Linked DNA regions of Mus musculus: region 1 is linked to region 2. The links are chromatin contacts, called in public Hi-C maps. All regions are on one chromosome and are shown on one strand. The core of a region is the stretch at or near the end of the contact, and the rest is flanking DNA. Distances in the headings are between cores, read along the strand shown.

What was found. A called contact is a pair of places that touch in the nucleus more often than the background predicts.
Region 1: a Hi-C map of the N1E-115 cell line shows a contact between it and region 2, with 8 times the contacts expected there. The contact joins two enhancer-like sites. A contact is called at or near these places in 5 of 484 Hi-C or Micro-C datasets (LSK cells, the N1E-115 cell line, embryonic stem cells and 1 more).

What each region holds. Positions count from the first base shown.
Region 1 is chrX:99,991,748-99,995,370 of GRCm38.p6, reverse strand. The region is part of intron 1 of Eda (ectodysplasin-A); the gene reads right to left. Among named protein-coding and RNA genes, the nearest start is that of Eda, 18 kb to the right of the region's middle. Within about 2 kb of position 1,725, at least 3 of the 459 cell types and tissues checked have an H3K27ac peak or open chromatin away from gene starts, as enhancers often do. A contact at or near this core is called in the N1E-115 cell line, where this site is marked.
Region 2 is chrX:99,857,464-99,860,985 of GRCm38.p6, reverse strand. No RefSeq gene overlaps it. Among named protein-coding and RNA genes, the nearest start is that of Tmem28, 39 kb to the right of the region's middle. Within about 2 kb of position 2,110, at least 6 of the 459 cell types and tissues checked have an H3K27ac peak or open chromatin away from gene starts, as enhancers often do. A contact at or near this core is called in the N1E-115 cell line, where this site is marked.

The DNA of each region.
Region 1 (3,623 bases), core at 476-2,975, 130 kb before region 2:
AATACAATCAGAATTCTAACAGAGCAACTAGATGCATGTGACACAAACAATGTAAATCAACACCAGAAAAGATGAATTGATTTAGCAACTGGAATGCTAAGTCTGAGTAGAATAGGGAAGAGGAGAGGTTAAAATGCATCTGAGATTTTATGCCTCGGTTATTGAAAGAATGAAACCACAGTTTAATTTTCTAAAATGTAGTGTGTGTGGTAGGGGAAGGGAAGAGTGAAGATGAATTCAATTTAGCTAACTAAATTTGAGGTGGCAGCTGGAAATCCATGCAGAAACTAATGGCACCTAACAGGGTTGTCTGATGTCATTAAGAACAAAGGAAGTTTATACTTCTTGGTTGACTCTGCTAGCTAAATCAGTTTTGAGAACTAGAACTGTCACAAGCATTGCCTTTTATCCTTGATAGTAACTCACCGAAAAATTGAGGAAACGCCCACCTGAAATCTGCCACTCTCCTTTCCATGAGTCTGAATAAAGATGTAACATTCCTTCCAGAAAAAGCCCTCTGTTTCACCACCTTAATAACTTAGCTTATACATTAAAAGGACTTTAGGGCCAGCGAGCTGGCTCAGCTGGCTAAAGAGCTAGGCAAGAAGACCTGATTACCCGAGTTTGATCCCCAGGAGCAAGATAACAGGAAAAGAACTGACTTTATGGGATACTCTTCTGGTCTACACATATGCATGGCATTATGGCAGCCCACCACCCCAACAATAATTATAAATAAATATTTTTAAAAGTGCTCTAGAACCATCCAATGCTTCTAGGCACACACTGCTGTTTAAACTTTGATTGTCCTTGCAGGTCAATGGCGTGGCAGGTTGAAAGACTAAAGATCTGTAAACCACAAAATAAAATTGAGCAGTAATCTCCTTTTGAAAATCAATTTCTTTGTGGCTGTCTGCTTTCAAACTATATTATACACTATCACTCCAATAAAAATTACTCTTCATCTCTGAAGTGCAGGCCCATTGACAAGTGGATATACATGGGGAAAATTACTCAGCGGCCTATTATTTTAAAGTGGTTTCAGCGGCTACCAGTAGGAAAATCCCTAGGAAGCCACAAAGGACAGGGAACTACTCTTTCCCTCAGTTATTGCAAGCACATAGCCCTAGCATCTGGCTGCGGAGATGACAACTGAAGTCTAATTCCTCTCTTCCCAAAAGACACACAATCATTAGCTAATTTTCTAAATGGTGTGCTCATTAAGCATTCACTACCACACAAACTCTTGCATCAGTGATCATCAAAGGTAGGACTAGTAACAAAAGTGGCAAAAGTGTAATAGCCAACAATAAAGGAACTGAAGCTAGGAAGGCGATCAACGCTTATGTCACTCACACTCTCGTTTTTATTTTCTCCCTTTAGAGCAGTGATTCCCAAATGGAGATGAGCATCAGTATTATCGAAGAAGCCATAGATACACTCCAAAGAGTCTGAAGATGTGGGATAAGCTGTGGCCACACACAGGTAGGTTTTTAAAAAGTTCTCCAACACTTTACACTGGTTAAAATGGCATTCACATTCATCTGAATGATATATATTAAACCTAGAAGTCTAAAAAAAAAGAGTCTAAGCAGAATCTGAGAATATTTCCCCTATCTCTATCAGAAAAAGTAAGAATAAAAGTCATAGAGGCATAGAGGCAAAGGGAGTGAGTAATGGACAGGGCAGAAGAGGAAACAAGAGATAACAATTGTGAGCCAGAATTAATTACTGCCCACTGTAGTGTAAGTAATTAGCTAGGCCTTATCTCAGTCTGTTTTGTGCTGCTGTAACAGAATACCAGAAATTGGGTAATTCATAAAGTAAATAAATGTATTAAGCCAGGCATGGTGGTACATGCCTATAACCCTAGCATGTAAGAATAGAAGCGATAGCTTGGATAGTAGTCAACACTTTCTCCTCAGCTACCAAACAAGTTTGAGGCCGACCTGGGCTGCACGCAACCCTGTTTCAAAGAAACAAACAAACAGAGAAAAGAAAGAACTTTGTTTTGTTTCTCACAATTCTGAAGGCTGAAATGATACTGGAAGATAGATGATTGATTGAGAATATAACACAGATGGATATTAATTGGGGGTCTACTCCCATGACTGCTGATGCATTTCTATAATAGCATTTATTCATGGGGCCTCATTGACTAATCACCACTTAAAGGTCCCACTACTTAATACTCTTGCAATGCTAATTAAATTTCAACGTGGGTCTTAGAGGGAGATATTCAAACCACAGATGGCTATTTGTGCATGCTAGCATCTATCTACACTAACTCATTTATAGTCCCACAAATTAAAGATTCTTACTCTGAAGTGCACAACAAAATGGCCAGTACAGTCCTTCCAATTAAAAATGAATGGCCTGACATCCCTGATGCTTCTGGTTGAGTTTAATTCTGGGTTAGAATCCTGAAGTCACCTATTATGGAAAAAGTTTTAAGCATTTGCAATGAACAGGCTTGAAGATTCCCTTCATATGAAGATAAATATCACTCTGAAACAACTAACATCTCTTACACATTTACTTTATGATTTTTTTAAAGAATAACAAATGCATCAAGATATAATTCACGCACCATAGAATTCACTTATTTTTGTAGGAATTGTATTGAACTGTGTAATTTCATGATATCTCTTGCTTCATTTTCTTTAAAGCACCACTACTCCTACCCTAGTCATAGTAAAAATCAGTTTTGAAATCTTTTCTTTCCCACAATAAGTGCCCTCATGTCCATAGTTAGTGGATCTTCAGTCCTACTACTCACCACAGATACTCACTAATCTCAGTTTTTCTCCACATATTTGTTTATTCTGGATATTTCATACAAATAGAATTATGCAATATGATGTGGGCCTTTGTGACTGGCTCTTTTCACTTACCATATTTTTGAAATCCTACCATGTTGTAACATATTCAAACTTCATTCCTCTTTATGGCTGAAATACATTCTATTAGAATTTTTGCCACATTTCTTTATTCATCAGACATTTGGTTTGAAATGAAAATTATGAATACCACTTACTTTGAGCATTCCTGTAGAGGTTTTTGTGTGAACAGACGTTTTCAATTCTTTTGGGCACAAGCATACAAGTAGAATTGGGTCATTATGCAATAAGTAATTCTATATTAACTTATTAAAGGAGTGGAAAACCATTTTTCAAGACTACTATATCATTTAACATGCCCACCAGCAATATATTAGTGTTCCCATTCTCTATACCTCCATTGTTTATTACCTTTTTCATTATGGCCATTCTAATAGGTATAAAATGATGCATTTCTATGGTAACAGTGTTGAGCATATTTTTGTGTATTTTGGACATTTGTGCATCGTCTTTGATAAAAATGTATGCATCTTTTCTCTACTTTGTCTTCTTATTCATCACATTTCAAGAGGCCTATTTTGGAAACATTTTCCCCTACTCTCATGTTTCTTTTCATATTTTCAAAGGCTTCTTTAGAAAAACATTTTTCCAAATACAATTCACTTCTGTGTGTTGTTGTTTGACTATGTTTTTGGTTCCATGTCTAAGAAATATTTGCTCAATATGAAGGTCATAATTTTTTTCTGTTTTCTTCTAAAAGTGTTGTTCTAGCATTTTAAACTA
Region 2 (3,522 bases), core at 861-3,360:
TCTGCTTCTTCAGGGCTACAATTTGTCCATGACTTTCTAAATTCTCAAAGGCTTCTAGTGGACCAGGATTACAAGGATGGACTTTAAGCTTTCCATTGCCACTTCCACCTTGGTCCATTGTGGCTCTAGCTTGGTCACATACTGCTTCGAATCTAAAGATTCTCATCTCTTCTACACTTTAGGAAGACAACCTACTGCCTGCTATCATACATCAGAATCACGTAGAAGTTTACTGCATCAACGTTTTGATATCCCAAGAATAATAGGTCAGTCTTATGGCTTTCTTACTTTCCTCATCCATCTCAGTAAAATTTCAGACCATTGACTGCACCCAGATATTTGCTCCATCCCCAACCTATCCTGACTCCCAGGGTTGATTATTCTCATCACTAACCTTATCACTAAAGCCTTCTTACCTGTTTGTTTTTAACCTTAAAAATCCCAAACCTTGAATCAAGATGGCCGCCAACCTTTCTGATCTTTGGCCAGAATGTCTGAAGAAAGCTGTGTACCACTTATATGAGTGCGGCTATAAATATGTGGTTTTTAATTTTAGTTTATAAACATAGTTTACCCTGTGAGTTTTATTCCCCCCACTCTCTCTGTCTCACTCTTTCTCTCTCTCTCTCTCTCTCTCTCTCTCTCTCTCTCTCTCTCTCTCTCTCTCTCTCTCTCTCTTTATCTGTCTTTCATATTCCTTGGCCACTATTTTAAACCTTTGCACTTTTGTAGGTACCAGCCATGGTTTAAGAACTGCCTTTCCATAAATGCAAGCTTGTTTCCTTCTTCAACTGTATTTCCTTTTTCCTTTTACTCTTTTCCTGTACAAGGCTAATTATTCTTCCCATGTTGTGGAATATGTCATCATGTATTTCCCTTTGTTGACTCTTCAATCTCTGTCAGCTTCATCTTCTGATAACTGAGAATGAGCATGCATGGGTGGTGTGTGTGTGTGTGTGTGCGTGCACACACTTCTCCCATTTCCTAAAAACATAGTCTCTCTTGAGCTTATATATGAATATATGCCTGTATCAGCATAACCTGGATAGAGGTGGGGTAAAAACGCCTCTCATATTGGAGGAGAATGGCCAAAATGTTGCTCTAGGGAGTGCTCTGATCATGAGACTGCCAAAGTGGTAGGAAATCATGACATGGTGAGCATATAGGGTGTCGTGAGTCTGTAGTGGTTCTGTTTCAGCCCCTTACTCCTTGCTTTAACCATTTCTTGGTGCACCAACCATTTACATCTCCTTGGCTGCCTAGGACGTAGTTGGGTCAACCTTCCTGGCTGTGCCCAAGATAAGAAGTGCCAGTTTTTGCTGTCATTTCTATTTTGTTTTTGTTTTAAGAAAAGGATAATATGTGGAAATTTCTCAGGATGCTTTGTATTCTGAATTTTCTCCCACTACCTACTAGCTATTTGCTAGTGACTCATTCTGATGTCCCCAAAGGAGGTTCTTTCATCCAAACCCCTTGACGGTGTTTGAAAATCCACTCTATGTTGTAGCCTATTGCTGCCAATGTGGTCAGTGGAAAAGGGCTGGCCAGTCACACAGCTTCTGACCAATAAGGATAAGGCAAGCAGCAGGGATCCAAATTGCAAATGTTGGTGCTGAGAAATCAAGTCTTGTGACCCTGCCTTCTTTCTGGGGTGTGTGTGGGGTGGGAGGGTGTCTGCTGGGATGGCCTTCTCCTGAGTCCCTCCCTTGCCTCCTCCCTTTGTGGGCAGGGTTGTACCAGACCAAGAAGACACTGCCCCAGGGGCTCGTAATCTGAGTGAGACAGTCCAATTATGTACAATTTATGGAGCTCAATTGGAGTGAGTTCAGAAAAGAGCAACCTGAACAATTAAGGGACCGGAGGGCTCGGCTTCTGGGGCAAGATAAAAGGCAGGAGGTCTCAGGCAGACCCAGTGGTTTCAGGAGAGCGGGTGAAGGGGGAGGGCCTGCAAGGATGTCTGCCAGCTAGGGAGTGTTAACCGAGCCAACACCTGGGAGCGAGGAGGGTGGACGAGCAGGAACAAGGCGAGGGATGTGAGCCCCCAGGAAGTGTGGCCAAGAGGCTTGGAGCGCAGACCCAGGTGCTAGGAGCCAAGGCATGTTGAGCAAGTAGTAAATTTTGGCTTTCCTGGCCCAAGTCCTGGCTTGAGGGAATCCCAGGAAGCCCTGGAGAGTGGAGCTGGCAGCAGGATGGTGCCTTGACAGAAAGAAACCTAGATTGGGGCCTAGTAAATGCTCAGGCTCCATAAGAAGGATGCATGATGTAGAAAAATGATGGTTAAGGAGTTATGTGATATTGAGAGGAGGAGGAGGAGGAGGAGGAGGAGGAGGAGGAGGAAGAGGAGGACTGTTTTAGTCTTGACAGGCTATGTGATTTGGGAAAAGTCCTTTCCTTTCCTATGAGTTGGATTCCTCCTCTGTCAAAAAGGGAGACCTTTTGAAGACTTGAACTCTCTTTTAATGACATCTTACATAGAATCCTACTCTGTAAATGAGAGAAAAACAATACTTGGTTAATAGAAGGGTGCCAGTTAAGTTCAAATTTATGTCAACAGAACTATGGGGGTATTTATATCAACTCAGTAGCTTGAAACCAAATGTTGTGAGTCTCTTGCTACCTAAAATCCAAGGGCACCTCAGAACTCTGATGCTTTCCGAATGAATTCTGTGGGTCCTGAAAGGGTAGATTCTGTCTTCTTTCCCATGTGTTCACAGTGCCTTGGGATCATTTATGCCTGCCTTGGGGCATGGCTCAACTGCGTCCAATTGAACTGTGGACCTCTGATTTGGCAAAAGACAACTGCCAGAGGCATGCCATATGGCTGTTTCAGGGTTCCCACCCAGATGGCTCTAGATGGTTTTCCTGTATGGGAGGACTCACAGCGTCCTGGTCTCTCAACAAACAGTGTGTACCCCTTTTCTCTTTGGCCACAGTTTCCAGAAGTTTCACAATTGGGTGCCAAGGGGTGGCCCACACTACAAACTTTTAGAGTTTGAGTAAAACCATCCTAATCCAAAAAAAGAAGTTACCTGGACAAGAAGTTCAAGAGTGGGCCTGGTTTAAACACCACACTTAGCCATAAGGTACTGACTGTGTAAATGGTGTTACCAAGCAAAGCTATGGATAGTACAGGTTCTTGCTTGTTTCCTGCAGGGCCTTCCTTGAATGGGAGATAATTCCAGGTCTTCTTAGGAGAATATTAAAAAGGACTTAATAGAATTAGAAAAATGAGGAACATTTTTGTTAGGTTAAAGGTGCAGAATCCAGCAGGAATATGAAGGAATATAGTTTAAAAAAAAACACATGGTGCAGGCTTATGTTTTTTTTATTCATTTCCTTTAGAAATGCAAAAGTGTCTTGATATACTGTCATTCATATTCTTTAAAGTGGCTGTATAATAAGCCATTGTATATATGCATCAAAACTTATTGAACCTATCTTCTTTTGATGAAATCTAAGTTCCAGTAATATATATGATTCAGGATCTTACCACCCCTATTATTATGTACACATCATCCGACA